Linked DNA regions of Ovis aries: region 2 is linked to region 1. A link is a contact called in public Hi-C data. All regions are on one chromosome and are shown on one strand. Each heading gives the region's core, a stretch centred on a gene start, on an enhancer-like site or on the middle of the called end of the contact. The rest is flanking DNA. Distances are from core to core; before and after follow the strand shown. Region 1 holds the start of FBXO28 (F-box protein 28). Region 2 holds the start of NVL (nuclear VCP like).

Region 1 (7,178 bases), core at 1,841-4,340:
AAATAAAACAAAATCCAGTTTAATAAGGGATCTGGACATTCCTTTGGAAATAACCAGACTGGAGAGTCAAATTTCAATTATTCATGGCAAGAGGAAGCAAAGTCGATTGGAAAATGTTATTTTAGCAACTTGGGACAAACTGTATTAAGCAAATATAGAGCAGTAAGTACATGGACCCTGCACCTGTCCTCTAATTTAGGTGTTAACAATAGTTATGACTGAGGTCCTAATGTGTGTGCTCAGTTGTGTCCGACTCTTTGCCACCCTTTAGACTGTAGCCCTCCAGGCTCTTCTGTCCATGGGGTTTCTTGGGCAAGAACACTGGACTGGTTGCTATTTCCTCCTCCAGGAGATCGTCCATAACCCAGGGATTGAGCCTGAGTCTCTTGTGTCTCCTGCACTGCAGGTGGATTCTGTACCACTGAGCCATCTGGGAAGCCTAAGGTTCTAACTGGGCAAGTAAGCTGAAGGAAGTAAAAAAGAAGCACCTGACAAATATGTAAACTAGCTCATTAACTACTGAATGGTTGACATTTAGCTTTATGGAAACTAATTCTGTTCTTAATTAATATTACTCTTTTCTAAGTACACCCAACCTTAATTCTACTCAAAAAAATACTTGACAATAAAAGAAACTATGTAATTTATATGCCAGATAGCAGCATACAAACTGGTATTGATTTTCTCGCAAACAGTCGGTTAGGGATAAATGGTCACTTAAATTAGGAAAGGCATGGAAAGCACATACTACGCACTATCGCTAGACTGCCAATTTCATTAATGACCATAATTAAATTAATGCTGACACCTAGTGGCAAGAATCTTTCATGTTACTTGAATTGCACCTTATGACATATGAACCAAAGAATTTAAAACCAAAGACCCTTCCAAATCGCCACAAAAGATTACCCACTTAATCTAAGAATTATCCATTAACCTTAAGTTAAGAAAGAAATAAGAAATAGTTCCCCATTACTAAAACAGAGAAAAAAACCATCTTTAAGAAGTAAAACTGGGAGCTGAATCTTTTTAGGGGGGTGGTAAGGGACTCCTTATGATAAAAATCTCTGAAACTACAAAATTTGTATCTTTAAAATACTAGAATAGATAACTGCTTAAAAATAAGAATGCAGCTGAGTATTTCATTTGAAAGAGATGTCATTTACTAATAAACTGTGGGATGTGTTTTTAACTCTGTCCCCTAGGATAGGCTGTTTTTCTCCCCTTTAAGAATGTTTTTAATTTTTAAAGAAGTAAATTGACCAACAAATGAACATCCCCCCCCCCCCCCACACACACACACAGTTTTTCTCAATACTTATAAAACAGAAGGTGAACATTCCAAGCTTTACAAAGGCATTGTCTGGCTGAAAGGCTCAATTCAAATGTCATGTCCAATTTCCAGGCAACAGGAATGTATACCAAGAATTCTGATCAAATATCATTCTTTATCAAAAATCGAAGGAATAGTTAGACAAGAAATTCTAGGATAACATGTTTGGAAATTCAATCATTTAAGGGACAATCATTTTAAAATACTACTTTTCAAATGAATTTTCTATCCTGCAGACTGGCATGGTTGATGTGCTGTGTTGACAAGAAAATAAATGGTTCACCAGTTTGAATATTTAATAGCCTCCTTTAAAAAATATGCTTGCATCTGAAAAATACAATTATGATCAATTTTAAATTGAAGGTGTAAATCTAAAATAGAGTTTATTGATTATTAAGAAAACGCTATACACAGCACATTCAGATATGTCTTTGTCCTCTTAAAAACAACCCCGACCACATATTTAGCTTCTACACAGAAACGGTTTGTAATCATTTCAAAATGTCCACCTCCTTCAATTTCCTTACCACTTAAAGATAAATTCACTGAGGAAGCAAAATAACTGACTGACTGAACTAAGGTAGTCATTGAACCTTCAGTGAAGCCTCTGGGATGAAAAAAATCCCAAAGGCAAATTAATTTATTTTCATTAATCATGGACAGACTTACTGTGATTTTAAGGTATAAAACCTCTCCTAAAGCTGGCGGGGGGGGGCGGGGGGAGGGGGCGTAAATCACTAGTTAGAAAAGAAATGCAGGAGAGGAAAAAAACCTCCTCAAGGGGCAAGGTGCTTCACTAGGGGGTGGCAAGTGTCAGGGGTGAGGCAAAGCCCGATAGTCACTTCTCAGGATTGCCTTCATTGGTCAACCAAGGCGCTGGGGTTGAGGTTACCAAAACGAGTTCGAATTCCTCCAAACCTCTACTGGCTTTTGGGAGGACGGACCAATCTGACTTTTATCTTTCGCAACAAGGAAACTTGGGTAGTAGGGGGAACAATACGTTATTCTCACAGACAAACCAAACCTAGCCGGGATAATCTCGCCTACTTCGGAGTGCTGGCCAACTCCAGCCTGGGGTTGGAAGGTGATATACAAAAGGCAGATGGTGAGATCCCTTCGGCGTCCACGCTCAGGCCGGACAGAGGTTGGAAGCCCAATTCTTGCTGCCCCCGCCCGTGGCCCCGCTTCCGGATCGGGGGCACAGAGCCCCCGAGCCCCCCAGACTCTCAAAGCCAAGTTCCTGCAGGCAGTCGCCCCCACTCCTCGAGCAAGGGCGGAATCTGGACAAACCCCGCGAGCCAGCCCCAAGAGAGACTTTGGGGCGGGAGGGGTGCGCTTGGTGCTTTAGCTGCAGCTGCAGCTCGCCAGGGGCTCCCTCCCCGGGGAACGCTCTTCCCTTTCGGGCCCTCCCCAGACCTCGGCTCTCGGAGAGGGCGGCAAGGGTCCCCAGGGGGCCTCACCAGACGGAGCTGGCTAATTTCGTCGTAGGACATAAAGCTGAGGATGTTCTCGATGGCTACGATGGGCAGCGCCACCAGCGTGTTGTTTTGAGGCAGCTGGTCCGGAGCCAGCCCCGGGGCTGGGGACGCCTGGGACCCCGGCTGCGGGGGCTGGGGCGGGGGCGGTGGGGGCAGTCGCTGGGTAGAGGCGATGGCCGAAGGGGAGCCGCCGTCGCCGTGACCGCCGCCTCCTTCCTCAGCCATCCGCTCCTCCGACGCTGCCGCCATCTTGGGGGTTTGATTCCTTCCCCCCTCTGCAAGGGGAACAGGGACACTTCCGGTGCGTCACTTCCTTCTCTTGAGCTGCCGGGAGGGGCACCTGGAGGAGGGGGAGGAGCCTATGGGGTGACAGGCAGAGACACTTTGATGCTAGTTCAAGTGGGAAGGAGAGAAGATCACCTAAACTCGTGGAAAGGTGGTCACTGTAAGACCTTTCATCTAAGATTGGAAACGACTTGAGGGCAGACGAACCGTGTCTGAAATTGACTTCACAGTGCAATTTTTCCTAAAGTGCTTCCCTGATAAAGGGAGATAAAAATAATGTTAACTAGTAAGTGAAGTAAGGTCATGGCATCTGGTCCCATCACTTCATGGCAAATACATGGGGAGACAGTGGAAACAGTGACAGACTTTATTTTCTTGGGCTCCAAAATCACTGAGGATAGTGACTGCAGCAATGAAATTAAAAGGCACTTGCTCCTTGGAAGAATAGCTGTGACAAAACTAGAGAGTGTGTTAAAAAGCAGAGTCAGACTTTGCTGACAAAGGTCCGTATAGTCAAAGCTGTGGTTTTTGTGGTAGTCATGTAGGGATGTGAGAGTTGGACCATAAAGAAGGCTGAGTGCTGAAGAATTGATGCCTTTGAACTGTGGTGTTGGATAAGATTCTTGAGAGTCCCTTGCACTGCAAGGAGATCAAACCAGTCAATTCTGAAGGAAATCAACCTCAAATATTCAGTGGAAGGACTGATGCTGAAGCTGAAGCTCCGATACTTTGGCCACCTGATGTGAAGAGCTGACTCATTAGAAAAGACCCTGATGCTGGGAAAGATTGAAGGCAGGAGGAGAAGGAGGAGACAGAGGACCAGATGGTTGGATGGCATCATGGACTCAGTGTACATGAGTTAGAGCAAACTTAGGGAGACTGTGAAGGACAGGGAAGCCTGGTGTGCTGCAGTCCATTGGGTCGCAGAGTTGGACATGACTGAGCGACTGAACAACAGTAGTAAGTGTAGGTGAAACAATGTAGAATATCATCATTTTTCAAGAACCATACTGATTGATTTAGGCAAAAAAGAATGTAGGATTGATTAAAACTGCCATATGAATGAGCCTTAAAAATGTTTTCAATTAAAGAAGCAAGACCCAAACGACCACATATTGTATGAATCCATTGATATGAGATGCCTGAAATAGCCAAGACAATAAAGACAGAAAGTAGATTAATGGTTCTGAGAAGCTGGAAACAGCAGGGGAAAGGGGATCGACTGCTAAGGGGTGTAGGATTTTTTTTCTGGGGCGATGAAAATGTTATGGAATTAGACAATGGTGATGGGTACACCTCTGAATTGTACACTTCAAAATAGTGAATTTGGGGACTTCCTTGGTGGTCCAGTGGTTAAGAATTCACCTTCCAATGCAGACGACTCGGGTTCCATCCCTGGTCAGGGAACTAAGATCCTACATGCTTGGGCAACTAAGCCTGTATGCTGCAATTATGGAGCTTGTGCACTCTGAAGCCACGTGCCACAACTAAAGCCCAGGGCCACAATGAAAGAGCTTGTGTTCTAACAACCCAGCCAAATAAATGAAAAAATAAATATTTTTTTAAATAGTGAACTTTATAATATGTGAATTATATCTCCATAAAAAATTGATTTAGGCAAGAATCATCAAAAGATGCTAAAATGAGAAAGTAAGAGTGTGATCTGGAAAATAATATTTACATAGATTCAAAATAACCCCCACAAATTAATTATCAATTACAAGATAAAAAGAAGTTTGCAATAGAGAGATTTGGTGGACACCACCATAACCAAATGATCAAAATTAACTTCACGAGCTATGAGTAGAATTGACATCATGTAGCTCCTGATATGAAAAGGACATAGCATAATGTGGTATTCCTACCAAAAATGCATAACCTGTACTTGAGATAGACAAATCTATGTAACTACCCCATAATCTTTTTAAATTTTTATTTATTTATTTTTCTTTTCTTTTTATCTTTCTTTTCTTTATCTTTCTTTTCTTTTTGTGGTAGTCATGTATGGATGTGAGAGTTGGACTGTGAAGAAAGCTGAGTGCCAAAGAATTGATGCTTTTGAACTGTGGTGTTGGAGAAGACTCTTGAGAGTTCCTTGGACTGCAAGGACATCCAAGCAGTCCATTCTGAAGGAGATCAGCCCTGGGATTTCTTTGGAAGGAATGATGCTAAAGCTGAAACTCCAGTACTTTGGCCACCTCATGTGAAGAGTTGACTCATTGGAAAAGACTCTGATGCTGGGAGGGATTGGGGGCAGGAGGAGAAGGGGACGACCGAGGATGAGATGGCTGGATGGCATCACTGACTCGATGGACATGAGTCTGAATGAACTCCGGCAGTTGGTGATGGACAGGGAGGCCTGGCGTGCTGCGATTTATGGGGTCGCAAAGAGTCAGACACGACTGAGCAACTGAACTGAACTGAATTGTGGTCTTGTAAGAGAATGTCCTTCTTCTTAGGAAATACACATTGAAATATTTAGGGGTAAATGGGTCATGATGTCTCTGTTTGCTCTTCAGTGGTTCAATATGTAGATAGAGAGTGAGATGAATAAAGCAAACATGATAAACATCAATACTTGGTGAATCTGGATGAAGAGCATACGAGAGTTTTGTCTATTTTTTTTTTTTTACCCTCCAATTTTCTGGAGATATAGTTGACATACATCACTGTATATGTTTAATGGGTACAGCATAATGACTTGACTTACATACATCATGAAATGATAATCACAATAAATTTAGTGAACATCCATCATCTCACGTAGGTACAAAATGAAAGAAATAGAAATTTTTTTTCCTGTGGTGAGAACTGTTAGGATTTACTCTCCTAACAACTTTCATATATAACCTATGTGCCTGCTTAATTGCTTCAGTCGTGTCTGGCTCTTTGTGACCCTATGGACTATAGCCTGCCAGGCTCCTCTATCCAAGGGATTCTCTGTGAGTGAAAGTCACTCAGTCGTGTCCGACTTTTTGTGACCCCATGGACTATACAGTCCATGGAATTCTCCAGGCCAGAATACTGGAGTGGGTAGCCTTTCCCTTCTCCAGGGGATCTTCCCAACCCAGGGATTGAACCTAGGTCTCCCACATTGCAGGTGGATTCTTTACCAGCTGAGCCACGAGGAAAGCCCAAGAATACTGGAGTGGGTAGCCTATCCCTCCTCCAGGGGATCTTCCTTACCCAGGGATCGAACCCACATCTCCTACATTAGCAGGCAGATTCTTCACTACTGAGCCACCTTGGAAGCCCATCCTTGTAATAGCCTATGAGAAAGATAAAGGTGCAAAAATCACTGAATTTTGAAGCTTTCTCTTTTTGGGGGGGGGGTTGGTCTTAATCTTAAAATCTCCAATATATCTTTTGTTTTTCAGCTTTGGTTTGGAATCTAATTGTTGCATGGTAGAAACTAGAGAAAGCCAGGCATGACTAAGGGCTGAGGAAAAGCAGGTAACAACTAAAGCAAGGAAATGAACTGGAAGTGCTGTGGGTAGCTTATTAGAGTTGGCATCTTTTCCTCACTCATGGATCTGTAAACAGGTGGTAATTTTACCTATCATTGTTTCAGATCATAAAATTCTTTGAAGTTATTGAACCCAGGTTTCCCGCCTTGCAGGCAGATTCTTTACCAACTGAACCACCAGGGAAGCTATATCTTCATAGAACCTGTTCCAATTTGATTTGAAATGAATTCACTTTTTACCTTGTTTTATTAGAGTTAGATACTTTCTTGGTAGATTGGATTGAAATTGAATTTCTGTAAATGGAATCATGCTTTTTCATTATAAAGGAAACCCATAGAAAATCTTTTAAAAAGTGAATCATCACTGCCTTCGTCTATTCGGTGAATCCACTAGTTATGTGCAGTTTTGTTTGGCTTGAAATGGACATGTGGAAAGCCTTCCTGCTCCCTTATCTCTCCACATGTGGTCAACTAGTTAACATCTAGGACAGGCTGACCCCTGAGCTAAGCAGCAAAATAAGACTTTGGAAACAATTTAAACCACTTCCTGCCAGTAAGCCCACTTAAATTATCCTCTGTTTATGTATATTGGATCTGTGCCCCTATATTTCTTACA
Region 2 (7,347 bases), core at 1,618-4,117, 190 kb before region 1:
GAGCACAAAGCTCTTTGCAACTGCACAGGTCACACACCCATGAAGCTGACCCCAAATATAAGATAGTACTCTCAAACAAACTATAGACTAATAAACTATGCTGCTTGGTATATGTTGTAATGCTCCTGGGCCTGTTTTATTCTATGTAGTACGTTTGGTACTCAGTCCCTTAGTTGAGTCCGACTCTATGCGACCCCATAGACTGTAGCCCGACAGGCTCCTCTGTCCATGGGATTTCCCAGGCAAGAATACTGGAGTGGGTTGCCATTTCCCCAGTTCATGGGGTCTCAAAGAGTCTGACTCGACTGAGTGGGTAACACTTCGTGGGCTTCCCAGGTGGCGATAAGTGGTAAGAATCTGCCTGCCAATGCAGGAGACATAAAAGACGCGGGTTCAATTCCTGGATCAAGAGGAGGATCTCCTCGAGTAGGAAATTGCAGCCTGCTCCAGTGGTCCTCTCAGGGAGCACCATTAGGGGCAGGATATGGCTGATGGCATTATGGCCACAACATTCTTTGTTTACTAAAATGGCAGGCAACATTCTTTATCCACACTGTCAACATTTCACCACCTTCTCTTAATTCCATCTCCTCTCCACATCTCAATGCACTACTTCAGTTCAGTTCAGTTCAGTTGCTCAGTCTTGTTTGACTCTTTGCGACCCCATGAACTGCAGCATGCTAGGCCTCCCTGTCCATCACCAACTCCCTGAGCCTACCCAAACTCATGTCCATTGAGTCGGTGATGCCATCCAACCATCTCATCCTCTGTCGTCCCCTTCTCCTCCTGCCCTCAATCTTTCCCAGTATCAGGATCTTTCCAAATGAGTCAGCTCTTTGCATCAGGTGGCCAAAATATGGAGTTTCAGCTTCAACATCAGTCCTTCCGATGAACACTCAGGACTGATCTCCTTTAGGATGGGCTAGTTGGATATCCTTAGAGTCCAAGGGACTCTCAAGAGTCTTCTCCAACACCACAGTTCAAAAGCATCAGTTCTTCAGCACTCAGCTTTCTTTATAGTCCAACTCTTATATCCATACATGACCACTGGAAAAACCATAGCCTTGACTAGACGGACTTTTGTTGGCAAAGTAATGTCTCTGCTTTTGAATGTACTGTCTAGGTTGGTCATAACTTTCCTTCCAAGGAGTAAGCATCTTTTAGTTTCATGGCTGCAATCACCATCTGCAGTGATTTTGGAGCTCCCCAAAATAAAGTCAGCCACTGTTGCCACTGTTTCCCCGTCTATTTCCCATGAAGTGATGGGACTGGATGCCATGATCTTCGTTTTCTGAATGTTGAGCTTTAAGCCAATTTTTTCACTCTCCACTTTCACTTTCATCAAGAGGTTCTTTAGTTCGTCTTCACTTTCTGCCATAAGGGTGGTATCATCTGCATATCTGAGGTTATTGATATTTCTCCTAGCAAACTTGATTCCAGCTTGTGCTTCATCCAGCCCAGCATTTCTCATGATATACTCATATAAGTACATCTCATGATGTACTCATGATGTTTCTCATATAAGTTAAATAAGCAGGGTGACAATATACAGCCTTGACGTACTCCTTTTCCTATTTGGAACCAGTCTGTTGTTCCATGTCCAGTTCTAACTGTTGCTTCTTGACTTGCATATAGGTTTCTCAAGAGGCAGGTCAGGTGGTCTGGTATTCCCATCTCTTTCAGAATTGTCCACAGCTTATTGTGATCCACACAGTCAAAGGCTTTGGCATAGTCAAGAAAGCAGATATTTTTCTGGAACTCTCTTGCTTTTTCCATGACCCAGTGGATGTTGGCAATTTGATCTCTGGTTCCTCTGCCTTTTCTAAAACCAGCTTGAACATCAGGAAGTTCATGGTTCATGTATTGCTGAAGCCTGGCTTGGAGAATTTTGAGCATTACTTTACTAGCATGTGAGATGAGTGCAATTGTGCGGTAGTTTGAGCATTTTTGGTATTGCCTTTCTTTGAGATTGGAATGAAAACTGATCTTTTCCAGGCCTGTGCCACTGCTGAGTTTCCCAAATTTTCTGACACATAGGCTGCACTTAATAGTCTCATAAGCCAAGCAAGACCTCAAATAAGAATACTGAGAACACGATTGAAACAAGCAAACAGGTAGAAACTAAAGACAGTAAATTTTTTGAAAATTGATTCTTTATTTGTATCTTCTGTGATGCAAGATAAACTTCTTTGGGGGCAAATACATACAGTTTAAAAAATCCCGGCAGTTTCTAGCCCAAGATGGAGTCTGCCAGTGGATGTGCTCAAGGAATTATCTGCCGAAAATATCATAAGACCAAGCGATTCCCAAATGTAACAGATGGTTTAGTTTTCTGGTTAAGCTAATTTTTTTTTTTTTTTTTCGGACACCAAGCCCCTTTGTTGGGACTCACTAACGTGGGTCACTGGGTGGAATAAGCAGGAGGGTGGCGGTGTGTTTTTACCCTGATCTAATCATCACAATTATCTAGTTTCGGTTTTAAGATTCCAGGTCAAGATCAACTAAATTCGCAAACGGTGCGACTAGACAGGCTAGAAATCTTACAGACGTGGATGGCCACGCCCCCTCAGGAACCTCCCAGCTCCCGCCCCTGAGCGTGTCCGCAGAGTCGGGAACAATAAAGTTGAGCGTGTTCAAATGGGTCCTTGTCTTCCAGGGCCTCTTGGACAAGCCTGTAAAATAAGACTCTGAAAAACTCCTTTCTTCTCTCAAATATCCTTCGTGTTCTCGGCGATTTTTTCCCCTTTACTCGCGGTACGAAAGTCTTGAAGGGAACGGCGTGGGCTAGGGCGGCTGGGGCGCCTTTCCGTGGGCAGCTGGCCCGGCAATCGCCGTGGGCAGCTTCGGGGAGGCCCCCGGTTCACGTGAAGCTCGTGCAGCAACAGCAGAGGCATCTGCGATGAAGCCCAGGCCCGCGAGGTTCGTGGATAATAAACTGAAGCAGCGCGTCATCCAGGTGTGTATGCTGCACGGCCAGCTCTCAGAGTGGTCCGCGTTCGCTGCTTAGGAGCCCCAGAGGCCCTTTCTCGCCGTAGCTAGGAGAAGGGGGGAAGGCTTCCAGATCGGACTGACTTGCCGCCAGTGCCAGTCTGGATTCGAGCGTGGGGCTGTTGACGACTCCACTTCTTCGCGGGTGGTTCAAGCCCCTTTCTCCTCACTGTGCGGCCGAGGTTCAAGGCGCAGCCCGAAACCATGAGAGGCAGCAGCTTGATGAGGGCCTGCCCGGATCTGCCTGACTTTTGTGCAGATCCGTAAAGAGAGTGGAGATGGCATTTGAGTTTAAAATTTCCTATCTTGTGAAGTTGGGAAGGAAGTATTCCTCGAAACCTTGTAGAGACGAATTGCTTTCGGGGTCATAAAGAATACGTTAACTTCCTTTCTTAGGAAACTTGGAGTCAAGTTCGGACACCAGTAAAGACAAGTACTCTGAATCTTACTTTATAACGGGCACTTTACCTGCCCCCCCCTTTTTTTTTTTAATTCATAATCGTCAGTGGAATGCATTGTGTCGTAAATGCCTTGGACATTTAGGTTACTAAGCACTCAGAAGGACGGAGAGAGACTTTAAGAGCTATATTCTCACCTTGTTTTTCTTTTACCCTTCCAGCTCCTATATCGTCAGTTTTTTGAATCTGTTTCTTCCTGTCACCTTTAAATGTTGGAAGTGCCTTAAGCACCTGTGCTTTTACCTTCTCTTTATATTCTACCTATGCACACTTCTAGGTGATCTCATCCAGTCTAGTACCTTTAAATATTACACATTCATTCATGACTTCAAAATTTATCTTATAACCCAGTGCTGATTTTATCTTGAATTCCAGATTGATATATCCAGCTGCCTACTCAACATCTGCTCATGAGTATCTTATAGGATTTCAACTTAGAGTATTGATCTTCTTCTCCAAACTGTTCTGTTCTTTGTGTTGTTTATTCCAGTAAATGACATCGCACCATCCATCCATTTGTTAAGGCCCCAAATCTTAAGACTCATTCTGACTCTTGCTTCCTGTAACCAATTAATCAGTGACCTACTTGGCTTTACCTTCAAAATATACTTCAAACCTAATCGCTTGGGCTTCCCTGATAACTCAGTTGGTAAAGAATCCAACTGCAATGCAAGAGGCGCCGGTTTGATTCCTGGGTCAGGAAGATCCCCTGGAGAAGGGAAAGACTACCCACTTCAGTATTCTGGCCTGGAGAATTCCGTGGACTACAGTCCATGGGATCGCAAAGAGTCGGACAGGACTGAGAGACTGTCACTTTCTTTCTAACACCCTAGTTCAAACCACACTCCCTTTAGACTGTTGAAATACCTCCTAACTGTTCTCACTGTGTCTGGTTTTACTTAGTGTGTTCTACACAGAGCATCCAGGGAGATCATTTTAAAGGGAAAATTGGAGTGTGCCAGGGTCCTACTCAAAACCCTTCTGTGGACTTTCAGACATCTAGAGTAAAATCCATCCTAAATAGCACTTTGTATTTTGGCCCCGTGTACCTTTTTGTCCGTTGCTTTTTTCCGCTTTTGTAATCTCCCTTGATTGCACGTCCTATCCATATGGACCTTCTCAAACTTCCTGGGCACAGGACTTTTCTTTTTGCAGTTTACTCACTTAAGTGCTCTTTCTCTGAATGTTTGCACAATTTGCTGCTTCAGTTTATTCGGATCTCCGAGTAGTGACTCCTAATGGCTAAATCCAGTGGCCTCTTTTCAGTTTTTGCCACACTTGACTTGCTCTGCAGCGTTTGACGTTAGCAGTTTTCCTCTCTTTTTATACTTTGGTTCATTATAAAAGTAATAGGGGGACTTCCCTGGTGGTCTGGTGGTTGAGACTGCATGCTCCCGATGCAAGGAACCTGGGTTGAACCCTGGTCGGGGAACTGGATCCCACATGCCGCAACGAAGACCAGGAATACTGTGTGCCACAACTAAGACCTGGCACAGTCAAATAAATAGTAATTTAAAAATAAGAGTAATAGGTTCTTGTGGTTTAACATAAAGGGAACTGGAGGGTATAAAATGAGAAGAAAGAATTCTTTTCATCCCCACTCCTGCATGAGTAATCATGGAGAGTTTCTGTTGTACCTGTCTTAAAATTTTGTGTGCATATATGCACTTAGAGATTTTTTTTCTTTTAATCACACAGGCTCATCTGTCTCTCTTCTGCTGCTTGTTTGTTTCGTTGAGCAATATGTTTTAGACATCTTTCAAGTAGTACACTTGCCTCCTTTTAACTACCTCGTTAATCTATTGCTGTATAACAGATTACTCTAAAACTTAGCAGGTTAAAGTGGTTTTAGTCCTGTTACTTTCTAATTTGAAGTGGGTTTGAGATATATATGTGCAATTCAGGATTGACTGTGGTAAATGACAGCATGCTATAGGAGTCCACAGAAGGGGACAATTAACTGAAGCTGCAGCTTTGGACACCTAGTCTCTTGCCATTGGCAGCATTTATCCAGAGGCAGTTCTCATGTGTTAGGGATCCTTGAGAAGAACTTGTTGTATGACGTGGGGAACCTAGACTAGATAATTAGCAAATATTGAAACTTGGGAGTTGATCACTAAACATTCTAGGTTTGAAATCTGGCCCTGTAACTTACAGGCTGGTAAGCAAGTAAGTAAGCTTTTAAAGTTTCAAATCAGGGGAGAGGGCTTCCCTTGTTACTCAGTGATAAAGAATCTGCCTGCCAATACAGGAGACATGGTTCCATCCCTGATCCAGGAAGAGCCTGCATGCCCCAAAGTAACTAAGCCCATGTACCGCAGCTACTGAGGCTATGCTCTGGAGCCTGGAGCTGCGAATACTGAAGCTTGCGCGTCCTAGAGCCCCTGTTCTGCAGCAAGAGAAGCCACTGCAATGAGAAGCCCGTGCAGCAACGAAGACCCAGCACAGCCAATAAATAAATACTTTTTAAAAAATAAATAGGGGGAGAGTAACATCTACTTCACAGCATTGTGAGCACTAAAAGAGAGAATGTGTAAAAGGCCCCTAGAACAGGTTTACCAGGCCCTTAGTTTCTTAGTAGTTTTTCTCATATTGTTTCTAGGTCCCAAAGTCAGTCAGTGAAAGTCCCTCAGTCATGTCCGACTCTTTATGACCCTGTGAACTATACAGTCCATGGAATTCTCCAGGCCAGAATACTGGAGTGGGTAGCCTTTTCCTTCTCCAGGGGATCTTCTCAACCCAGGGATTGAACCTGGGTCTCCCGCGTTGCAGGTGGATTCTTTACTAGCTGAGCCACTGGGGAAGCCCAGGCCCCAGTACGTTTGTATTGGGTTGGCCAAAAAGTCCATTCAGGTTTTTTACTTTGGCTGACCCAATATTTCATTCTTAAATAACCACAGTTATTTACTGGTGAAATTTGTATGCCTTTTGGGCACTGCACAACTTCTTATACTTAGCGATCAGATTGACACTGCTATTCATTTCCTGTTCCACCTTGATTTTTATTATAGGAAATGCTGGAAACCCAGTTTTGCAAAGATATGACATCATCAGAAGATGCTTTAATATTGAAACATGAATTGTCTCAGGCTAGTACAGTTGACCTTTGAACAATATGAGGGTTGGGATGCCAATATTCTTTCTCCCCCCAACCCCATTCATTTGAAAATCTGTGTATAGCTACAGTTGGCTTTTTATATTTGTGGTTCTATATTGGCATAGTCAACCAGCCCTGGATCATGTAGTACTGTAAAATGCATTTATCGAAAAAATCTGCTATAAGTGGATGAGTGCAGTTCAAACTCATGTTGTTTGAGGGTCACATATAGTTCCTGCAGATGGACAGATCAACTATTACTCTGTTCCTTCAAATTTAAAATATCCCTTAGTGCTCTTATGAGTTCAGTGCTTTGCTGTGGTATGTTTGGGAATCTAGGATATAATAAGCTCTCACCTACTGCCTTATAGCCATTCTGGTTATTGTTATTGCATTGCCATAGTGATTAATAATGTTAATTAAATTCTTTGATTCTGACTTGGCAATTATCTGGTGATTTTTGTTTATGCTTCTAGCGTACTTTATGAATGAAGAGTTTGCACTAAAGTATAACATGTCCGAATAGCTCGCTTGCTTAGTTGTTGATTACAGTCACTGAGTCTGAACTGAGTGTTGTGTTTGTCGTGTTTTCTCTTTCAGTACCTCACCAGTAACAGATGCGGCAAGTATGTGGACACTGGAGTCTTAGCATCTGATTTACAAAGAATGTACAGGTAAAGAAATGTAGTCTCCAAAGTTTTGCTTTTCTTCCCTACCTCTCTTTAAAAAAAGATTTATTTGCTTATTTATTTGTGTGGCTGCACTGGGTCTTCGTGCTGCGAGGGCTTTCCTCTAGCAGCCGTT

What was found. A called contact is a pair of places that touch in the nucleus more often than the background predicts.
Region 2: a Hi-C map of liver shows a contact between it and region 1, with 2.6 times the contacts expected there. The contact joins the promoter of NVL here to the promoter of FBXO28 in region 1. A contact is called at or near these places in 6 of 16 Hi-C or Micro-C datasets (blood, hypothalamus, liver and 2 more).

What each region holds. Positions count from the first base shown.
Region 1 is chr12:26,530,904-26,538,081 of ARS-UI_Ramb_v3.0, reverse strand. FBXO28 (F-box protein 28) reads right to left here and starts at 3,090. Exons shown (of 5, transcript XM_027976294.3): 1 at 2,794-3,090. The coding sequence starts at 3,060.
Region 2 is chr12:26,724,456-26,731,802 of ARS-UI_Ramb_v3.0, reverse strand. It overlaps NVL (nuclear VCP like), which reads left to right and starts at 2,867. Exons shown (of 24, transcript XM_060396352.1): 1 at 2,867-2,956; 2 at 7,144-7,217.